2 separate regions of the Sus scrofa genome follow, and region 1 is linked to region 2. A link is a contact called in public Hi-C data. All regions are on one chromosome and are shown on one strand. The core of a region is the stretch at or near the end of the contact, and the rest is flanking DNA. Distances in the headings are between cores, read along the strand shown. Region 1 overlaps MMP24 (matrix metalloproteinase-24). Region 2 overlaps EDEM2 (ER degradation-enhancing alpha-mannosidase-like protein 2).

Region 1 (4,883 bases), core at 2,378-4,877, 130 kb after region 2:
GTTTGTTGAAGAAACCGGTCGCTTTTTCTGAGTATAGTCATTAGACTTGACAAGATTCAAGTTCACTTTTAACATGTCGCTCTTACCCATACATCCTGACTATTGATAATTAGATCTAAAGGCCTGACTAGATTCACTTTTTTGGCAAGAATGCTTCCTAGGTGGGCTGGTCCTCCCACTGCATCACACTGGGAAGCGCGTGTGAGGCAGCCTGTCCCACTTTTAAGTGTTTAGGTTGAGTGGTTGGTTCAGGTGTGTCAGCCTGCCCCCAACATTATAAAATTCACCTGGGGAACTTTTATTTTTAAACAGCTTGCCTAAGCCCTAACCCCAAACTTCTGAATCAGAATATCCTCCACCTGTGTGCTTAAAAGACTCTCCTGGAGAAGCACTGGAATGCAAAGGCGATTCTGATTCTCCACCTCTTTGGAGTCTATGTAAAGAGCCATCTGGCCCACCACCCCTTCCACCTGATTTCGGGGAGACCTCCAGGCACCCTCGGTCCTCATCGCTTTCCAGGGAGTCAAGCAGTGAAGTCAGCAGAATTCATTTAGCTCTGCTGGGGAGGGACCCCAGCCCTGGGCAAGGTGACAAGACAGAAAGAGTCATCAAGACCAGCCCTTCACAGGGGAGAGTCCTTCCACAGTTACTTTAGTGTCTCCTCCTGGGAGCTAGACCCAGCAGGGTAGTGAGGAAAGGAAAGTTCTGAGCCAAGTTCACATAGGAAGTGGCAGAAGAATAGAGAAGGAAACCAACATAACAGAAAGTTCCCAGGAAATTGTGCTCAATCCCTGGCTGAGTGTAATGTGGAAATTAAACAAGATAACATACAGGCACTCAATTAATCTTGAATGTCCTTCCAGAAGTGTCCTAGAGCCATTCCAGTTCATAGGGGTCTATGGCTGTGGTTATGAGCTGCATCCGGATTGTTCATGCTTGGTTTTTCCAGAGCAAAGTCCTAACTCATCCAAAGAAGACATTAACTTTCTCAAACTTAGGACTCTGAATTTTTAACAGTTGCCTCTGTTGGTTCTGCAGCAGATGGTCCAAAGACCACACCTGGGAAAAAGACTGAACATCTGGCACTGTTCTGTCATGGCTGCTGCCACCCTTATCTTGACCAACAGGGAGCTTTCCCTCAAGGAGCTCATAGTCCTGGGGCAGTAGAGAGTGTGCGCTCCCGGCTGAGATATAGGTTGGAAAGCCATCAGTGCCAGAAAGATGGTTCAGATATACTGCTGGGAGAGTGTGAAGGAAGCACTCACTGCCAGTTAGGGAAATCAAGGAAGACTTCCTGGAGGATGTGGCACTGAGCTGAACTTTGAAGAAGTAAGGCTGTTCCAGGTGGAGGAGACAGCACTGGCAAAAGAACAGAGGCAAAAGGAAATGCTATAACCTTTTGAGGGGGTTACAGGAATCAATGAGATGGAACTCACTGAAAATGGAGGTCCCAAGAGAAGCGAATGGAGCAGACAAGTTTCCACTGAGTAGCCAAGCAGACTGTTGGGTGCTTGCTAGGAGGCCCAAGGACTTGAGCTCCCAGCTCAAAGGAACGCTCCCTATTGAGGATGCTAGCCTTTCACACACCACTCAGCATGACCCTGCTAATTAACTGTGATAGTTCTATGCCTGGAGGCGATGTGAGTGCTTTAGGTACCTCTCCTCATTAATCTTCACCCCATTCTTATGATGAAGATACAATTATTCCCTTCATTTTACCGAGGAAGAGATTTAAAATGTCACACTGCTAAGGCATGACAGAGCCGGGATTCATGGCAGTCTAGCTCCCAGGGACCACACTTCTGACCACTCTGCCTCTCTGCCCCTAGTGGCCTCCTGCCCACTGAGCACGGGTCTTCTCCAGCCCTCTGCTTTCCCCTCACTCCAGGGAGTTCTCCTGCCCCTCCCCAGAGTAGCCCCCACTTATCAGGTCTCTTAGGCTTCTGTGCAGTAGGATGCCAACTCCCCAGCTCTCTGCCTTTTGGTCCCTAGAACAAACCCACAGGCCCCCTTCCTTCAAGGGCTTACTCCTGTTCTCCACAGAGATGCAACATTGAGGCTAACAGAGTAAAAGACACAGGCTGAGGACAAATATTTTGAGCTTTGCCAGGTGCTCAGCCCTAGCTCCCTGGTTCTCCACTGAGATCCCTGTCGATCCCTGAAGAAGGGTCTGTTCAGGAGACATAGGCCTGAACAGCTTGTCCTGGGTCGCAGAACAGGCCAGGAGCAGAGCCAGGACTGGACCCCGGGAAGCGGAGCTGCCTTCCGCTGGCTCAAGCAGCCGCCTTTGTTTGGGATGGAGCTCAGAGATGAGCTCACCCTTCCCTGCTGCCAGAGGGACCAGGACCTGAGGAAGGAACTGGGGGCGGCCTGGCCTCCTTATGCCAGCTTGCCCTGCCCCAGCAGAAGGCCAGCCCCAAGCTCTTGGCCAACCTTGCACTGGTCCTGCCCATCCCCCCTACACTGAAGGCACTGGTTGTGTCAGCCGAGCAAGCTGCAGGCATGCACCTGTGCGACCAGGTCTGCCCCTCAGGGCTCTTCTCTCTTCCCAAGACCTTAGCCAGGAGGGCCACACACAATTCCAGCCTTACCTGGCCCCATGGGGCCCTCAGCCGGGTTGGGTAGGACAGTTTTGCCTGTGACAATGGGGCTGGGAGTGGGCGTTAGGACTTCTGACCACCTCCTTGGCTCCTGGCAGCCTCCCCTGTACTTTGAGGTGGCAGGAATGGACTGAGACATGCTTTAGGGCTGGGCAGTGGAGGCAGGGCTCAGAGGGCCTTCAAATGCCAGAGGTCAAGGCAAACAGAAATCTATGATGGGACATACCAGAGTCAGGACTGTTGATTCAACAGCCTGACCAATCCTCCGCCCCTTGCATTTCTTTCCCAAAGCCAGGGTTACTTAATCCCCCCAATATCAGGCCTTGCCCTGTCCCAGGCCAGATCCAGAAGCTCAGGGGAGTTTCCAGAAGCTCGGAGAGTTTCTAGAAGCTCAGGCTTTAAGAGGATCTGGTTGGAGTTCCCATCGTGGCTCAGTGGTAACGAACCCAACTAGTATCTATGAGGACACGGGTTCAATCCCTGGTCTTGATCAGTTGGTTAAGGATCCAGCATTGCCATGAGCTGTGGTATGGGTCACAGACTTGGCTCAGGTCCTGCATTGCTACGGCTATGGCGTAGGCCGGCAGCTATAGCTCCAAGTCCACCCCTAGCCTGGGAACTTCCATATGCTGCGGGTACAGCCCTAAAAAGACCAAAAAAAGAGGATCTGGTGGCTGGAACTTCAAAGGCCTTGTGCTTCCTTTCTGGTGAATAGGTTTGTTTTAGTCCCCAAGCTTCTGTCTTATGCAAGGTAACAGCAGCAGCTGCACAGTGTCACGCCATTAATACCTACTGTCTTAGCCAATCCTCACACAGCCCTGTGAGGCAGGTGTGATTTCCCCATGGAACAGATGAGGAAACTGAGGCTCAGGGGGTAGACCTTCTGGCCAAATTCACAAAGCTGGTGGGGGGAGAGCTGGAAATGAACGAGGCCTGTCTTGTTCAAGGGCCCAGGCTCATGACTCCTATGACATGTGGCTGCCTCGGGATCCCGTGTCCCACTTTCAGCACCTGGACTTTGTTTTCACTCACATTTGAATCCGTGCCTTGGTCTTGGCCTTCGTTCAGTTCTTTCAGGACTGAGAGATGCCGCACGGCCGAGGCCCCGCCTGCCCCTGGGTCTCTGAAGATGACCACCAGCCCGCCACCCCCAGGATTCCCCTCTGCCCATCCCACTCCCTCCGCCTTGGTGCAGACCCTCATACTGGCATCCAGACAGACCCTAGTTATCTCCCTGCCTCTGGTCTCATCACCCTCTAATCCCTCCTCCCACTGCAGCCAGAGTGATTTCATCGTGTCACCACCCCCACTCCTGCTTAAACTCCCCACTGGTCAAAGAGCCAATCCAGATTTCTTTGCATGGCATCACAAGCCCTGCCTGCCAGCCTGGCTGACCTCATCTCCCTCTGGCCTTCCCCTCCTGCTTTGTTCCAGAGCCAAGTGGAATGAAACCGCGTGTCCCTGGATCTTGTTTACAGCATTCCCTCTGCCAGGAACGCCACCCTCAACCCGCTTCCTCTCCTACCCACTGAGTCCATTCTCCCAACTCATTGCTTATCTTTCGCAACCCAACTGAAGGCTCACCTTGATGAAGCTTTCCCTGAACATTTTCCTTCAAATTTTAATGGCTCCTCCCTGTGTGGAATCCTCTCTACCATTACTGACAGCTACTGAAGTGCCTGGAACACTAATTTCACTTAGTTTGTGTCTCTGTCCCTATCTGCCACTATATGGAGAGTTCTAGAAGGCAGGGATGTGTCTGATTTCTCTAAATGTCCCCGGCACAGGGCCTGGCACAAAGCTTTTGCTCGCATTTGCTGAAGTAAAGGACTAACTGGATGACACCTAAGTGGGTACCTCCCCCTCCCCTTCTCCACAGGGAATGACCTCTTCCTGGTGGCTGTGCATGAGCTGGGCCACGCGCTGGGACTGGAGCACTCCAATGACCCCAGCGCCATCATGGCACCCTTCTACCAGTACATGGAGACACACAACTTCAAGCTGCCTCAGGACGATCTCCAGGGCATCCAGAAGATCTACGGTGTGTGGCAGGGCAGACGGGCCACCGTTCCTTCCCTGGGGCTGGGCCATGACTGCCTGCCTGGGCGGGGAGGGGGCAGCTGCTCTGTCTCTGACCTCTGTCTGACCTTTAGAGACCTCTGATGTCTTTGCTTAAGCAGAGGGGGCAAGGCTGCTTACCCACACACACACATTTGGGTAACCTGGCAGGGCAGGTCTGAGCTGCAACTGGGAGAGACACCCGCTCCCTCTTCTCTATCCACC
Region 2 (5,090 bases), core at 1,619-4,118:
TCCTCAACTTTCCTAAAATGGATCTGCCTAAGAATATGTTTGTAACACCAGGCAGGCTATCCATTCTGTATCTTACACAACCATCCTTATATTTTACCAGAGCAAAGTGTACCCACCAACAATCTCCAACCTTACTGTGGAACTGTCCTTAGGTATAAAAACTTCCTGAGCACTGAACCAGGTAAAATTTAAAATACTAGTGTAGGGAGTTCCCATTGTGGTGCAGCAGAAACAAATCCGACTAGGAACCATGAGATTGTGGGTTCGATCCCTGGCCTCGCTCAATGGGTTAAGGATCCAGTGTTGCTGTGAGCTGTGGTGTAGGTCGCAGACACGGCTCAGATCCTGAGTTGCTATGGCTGTGGTGTAGCTGGCAGCCCCAGTTCCGATTAGACTCCTAGCCTGGGAACCTCCATGTGCCATGGGTGCGACCCTAAAAAGACAAAAATAAATAAATTAATTAATTTAATTAAATTAAAAAAAATAAAAAATAAAATACTAGTGTAGGTGTAGAGAAAAATTAATGCCTTTAACCACACAGTAACAAATCCTTCTGCAAATGAGACAGCTTTCAATTCCTGGCTTTCAAAAAATTGAAAGAGGAACTGGTCAAATTGTCAGCAGAGAGAGCGCTTTAAAAAAAAAATTTTTTTTTTTTTGGCTGCACCCATGACATGCGGAAGTTACCAGGCCAGGGACTGAACTCGAGCCACATCAGTGACAACAAGTCCTTAACCGCTAGGCCACCAAGGAAGTCCTTAAAAATATTTTTGATGATAGACCATTATGTGATTTTTTTAACCATATAAAGACTGAACCACATAATACTGCTACTTTTTCAGGTCAAAAATGGTTCAATATTGGCAATTTTATATGGTTCAATCTACTAACTCACTGATTTCAAAGAATTGAATGGTACTGCAATAATCAAACTCCTTGCAGCTCCATCTATTTATTTATGTGCATTGGCTCCTAGGCACTTGCATCTAAAAAAATGAAAAGCAGGAATAAAATTGATGCCTAATCATGCCCTGTTTTAGCAACATGTATTATTCATGCACAAATACACAAACTGCTTAAAAATTTTAAAAGCCCCAAAAATCTCATTTAAGAAATGCACTTCAAATAAAATTGCTTTCAGGTTTATTACCATAAAAAATTATAAGCTATAGGGAGTTCCTGACTTGGCTCAGAGGAAAATTAATCCCCCAACTAGTATCCATGAGGATGAGGGTTTTTGATCCCTGGCCTTGCTCATTGGGTTAAGGATCTGACATTACCATGTGCTCAGGGTGCAGGTTGCAGACTCGGCCTGGATCCCTAGTTGCTGTGGCTGTGGCACAGGCCAGCAGCTGTGGCTCTGATTTGACCCCTAGCCTGGGAATTTCCATATGCCATGCCATATATATATAAATGCTATAAATGTTTTTAAATCACTTACATACTAATGGTAACTAAATCCAGAAGAAAAAAATTTAATACTCAGAGCCTATGGTCAGAGGAAATTTTAAAATATAAATTTCTGGAGTTCCCGTCATGGCGCAGTAGAAACGAATACAACTAGGAACCATGAGGTTGTGGGTTCAATCCCTGGCCTTGCTCAGTGGGTTAAGGATCCAGCATTACCATGAGCTGTAGTGTAGGCTGCAGGCATGCCTTAGATCTGGCATTCCTGTGGCTGTGGTGTAGGCTGGCAGCTATAGCTCCAATTCAACCCCTAGCCTGGGAACCTCCATATGCCAGGGTGCAGCCCTGAAAAGACAAAAAAAAAAAAAAAAAAAAGACATAAAATATAAATTTCTATGTAGGAACAAATTTTGTCACAGAGACATATAATAGGGTGATCAAGAAAATGCTTTTAGCATAAAATATAATAATTAATATAAAATCCTGTTGGGGTAGTAGAATGGAAATATGAGTTGAAGGAGAAAAAGGAATGGTATGCAACTATTTAAACTCATGATTTAAAATATACAAGGGGCTCTATAATTTTTCAAAATTCTTTAGAAGACAATCAATAAAATTTGAAGATCTTAGAAGATTTGGACCAATATTTAATATTATCTGTAAATTCTCTCTGAGCCTCTTTACATAAATATGTAAAATGAGAGGGTTGGCTAAAAGTATATAATGGGGAACTAGTTAAATAAATGTCCATACCTCTATTCAATGGAATATATGCAACTGTTTAAAAAAGCAAAATTGATATATATATATATGTATATATATATATGTGTATATATATATATATATATATCAATAAAGAATGAGGAGTTCCTGTCGTGGCTCAGTGGTCAACGAATCCGACTAGGAACCACGAGGTTGCAGATTCAATCCCTGCCCCCACTGAGCGTGTTAAGGATCCAGCGTTGCCATGAGCTATGGTATAGGTCGCGTTGCTGTTTCTCCGGCATAGGCTGGCTGCTCCAGCTCCGATTAGACCCCTAGCCTGGGAACCTCCATATGCTGTGGGTGCAGCCCTAGAAAAGGCAAAAAGACAAAAAAAAAAAAAAAGAGAGAATGATCTTCAAGATACATTCAGGGAAAAAGAATAAACAATATTCCTATTTATGTAAAGAAAAAAGGGGGAGATAAATATACATATAACTAAACAGATTTCTGGAAAGATATTCAGAAGCAGAAACCTGACAATAAGGGCTGGACTGGGGAGAGACTCTTGAGGGTGGAGGCCTGAGACTTATTTATCACTCTATTTCTTTTTGTGCTTTAAAAATATATCATCATCAACATGTTATTACCTTAGGATTAAAAAAAAAAAAAGTAGTTTACAAAAATATTTTAGGACACCCAGTGGGTAGATTAGATGGGCTCCAGGATCCCTTCCAGCTACAGCTCTATCACCCTGTGTAATGGAAAAACATAATGATGGCAAGCAGAGCAGCCCCAGATGCTCTCACACCCTTCCTCAGGCCGGCTGTCAAGAATGAGGAATGTGACAGAAATATCCAGTGGAGAAACGGTGGTTGCCAATGGCTATTACCACCCAGCCCAGAAAGATGCCGTCTGCTTTAAGTGGTACAACATTCCATAACAAACTGGAAGTTCAGTGCCTAACACTTTGAAGCTTCCCTTGGAAAATTTGGTTAGGCAGAACTGCAAATCTGTTTAATTCACTCTAAGCCTCTCTCCCATCCCAAGTCCGATCGCTTCTGACTGGCACGTCAGAATGGGCTTGCTTTGTTGGTTCCATAGAAAAATGACCACCCTCTCTGATCATTCCTACCTGAAGACCAGGCCAGTAGGCCTCCAGAGACTGGAAGACCGGCATGGACACAGTCCCCTTGTACATCTGCACCCACAGGTACCAGTCATCGAAGCGGGTGTAATTCCGAATGGCTTTGTTATACTCTGCAGAGGAATAAGATAATGGACACATCAATGATGTGGGAGACAAAAGGCAGGCTTTGTCAACAGACCTAAACATTTGAGAGACTCTAGGATGGCCTAGCCTCAACATAGACAAGGAGGCACAGAGGAAGGAGCACAGGTTCTGGAGTCAAACTTCCAGGCTCAAATTCCAGCTCCAAGGAGTTCCCTGCTGATCTGGTGGTAAGGACTCTGCTTTCACCACTGCAGCCTGGGGTTCAATCTCTGGTCTAGAAACTGAGATCCCACATCAAGCCCCAGCGTGCGATGGCCAAAAAAAAAAAAAAAAAAAAAAAAAGCCAGCTTCAGCTTTTCCACTTGCTAGCTGTGACCCTGGGCAAGTTTTTCCCTCTTAAGCCTCAGTCTTATTATCTATAAAGCGAGGAGAGTAATATTTTATACCTCATGGGATTGTGCAGTCATTTATTCACTTAACAATATTCACTGATCATCTTCTAGGTGTCAGGCACTTAGAAGATGATAAATAAGACAAAGTCCAGCCCTCAGGGAGCTTATATGCTAGAGGGGACTTGGACTTAAAATTCCCTCTTGATTGTAAATCTATGAGAGCTCGGGTTTTGTTTTGTTCATTGTGGGATGCCCAACACGAAGACAGTACATAATAAATATGCACAATATCATCTGAATGAACAAAGTATCAAATATACATGCAAATAAGTAAGACAATTTCAAATAGTGTTGTAAGGATTAAGTGAAAGAGTCTATGTTCAGTGCCTGGCACAGTACTTGACACATCAATGGTACTCAATAAATATTTGCTGAATAAACGAATGATAGCCATAATTATTATTAAGGGTCCAATAATTCCTCAATAGCATTATTACTATTGTCTGAGGACCTGGAGGGTAAAATGTTTTTATTCAGTAGGCATTAATCTACTAGCTACCTCCTACCAAGCACTGTGGGAAGTACAAAGACAAATGAGGCCTGGATGTCTCACTCAGTGGTCAGAGCTGTAATTGTTATGACAGTTGACTACAAGAAAGATGCTGAAGGCCCTAAATTCTGAGGAAGGATCAGGTTTTTTCCTGGGCAAAGTGACATTTAAACTAGGCCCTGAAGGGCGAACAATTTGGATACACAAAGGCAAAATAAAAGGTCTTCTGGGCAAAGGAAACACCACCAGCAATGGCCAGGAAATGAAAAAATCCAGGGCTGCATCCAGAGAAGCCAGCGTGGTACAGTTGGCTCTTGCAAGGAGGTACACAGAGGTGTGGTGGGCCTCCACTGGATGGTGTAAGTCCATGGTGGCTTTGGATGCAGACTCAGACTTTCAGAACTGATTCTGTAGCACCTGGGAGCAACTGAAAGTTTATAAAGAAACTCCATGTCAACAGGAAAAACCATGGGGAAAAGCCTTCTGACCCTGCCCTTTTTACCTAGGAACATGGCCATGAGCTTCTTATCCTGAAGAAGGATGGCTCCTTTCACCAGGTACTCAAAGTAAGAGTCCACGCCAGCCCCAATGCCCGCGTCCTGGGCCACCCACTTGCCAGTGAGCACGTCGATGTGGTTGCCAACCTGGGAGAGAGACATGTGGTCCCAAAGGAGGGCCCAAGACCAAACAAGGATCCCTCCACACCCTTGCCTCCTGAGATACAAGGCAGGCACCCTGGGACTTCCTGGGAGACAAGAAGGGTTGGGGGGCAAGGCTGGATTGTGGCCAGCTCTTTTGCATATCT

What was found. A called contact is a pair of places that touch in the nucleus more often than the background predicts.
Region 1: a Hi-C map of fibroblasts shows a contact between it and region 2, with 2.8 times the contacts expected there. The contact joins two enhancer-like sites. A contact is called at or near these places in 4 of 47 Hi-C or Micro-C datasets (fetal heart ventricle, fibroblasts, heart right ventricle and 1 more).

Annotation. Positions count from the first base shown.
Region 1 is chr17:38,620,489-38,625,371 of Sscrofa11.1, forward strand. It overlaps MMP24 (matrix metalloproteinase-24), which reads left to right. Exons shown (of 10, transcript XM_021077693.1): 6 at 4,480-4,641. Among named protein-coding and RNA genes, the nearest start is that of EIF6, 21 kb to the right of the region's middle. Within about 2 kb of position 3,628, at least 11 of the 83 cell types and tissues checked have an H3K27ac peak or open chromatin away from gene starts, as enhancers often do.
Region 2 is chr17:38,494,238-38,499,327 of Sscrofa11.1, forward strand. It overlaps EDEM2 (ER degradation-enhancing alpha-mannosidase-like protein 2), which reads right to left. Exons shown (of 11, transcript XM_003359958.5): 7 at 4,788-4,929; 8 at 3,245-3,369. Among named protein-coding and RNA genes, the nearest start is that of EDEM2, 18 kb to the right of the region's middle. Within about 2 kb of position 2,869, at least 1 of the 83 cell types and tissues checked has an H3K27ac peak or open chromatin away from gene starts, as enhancers often do.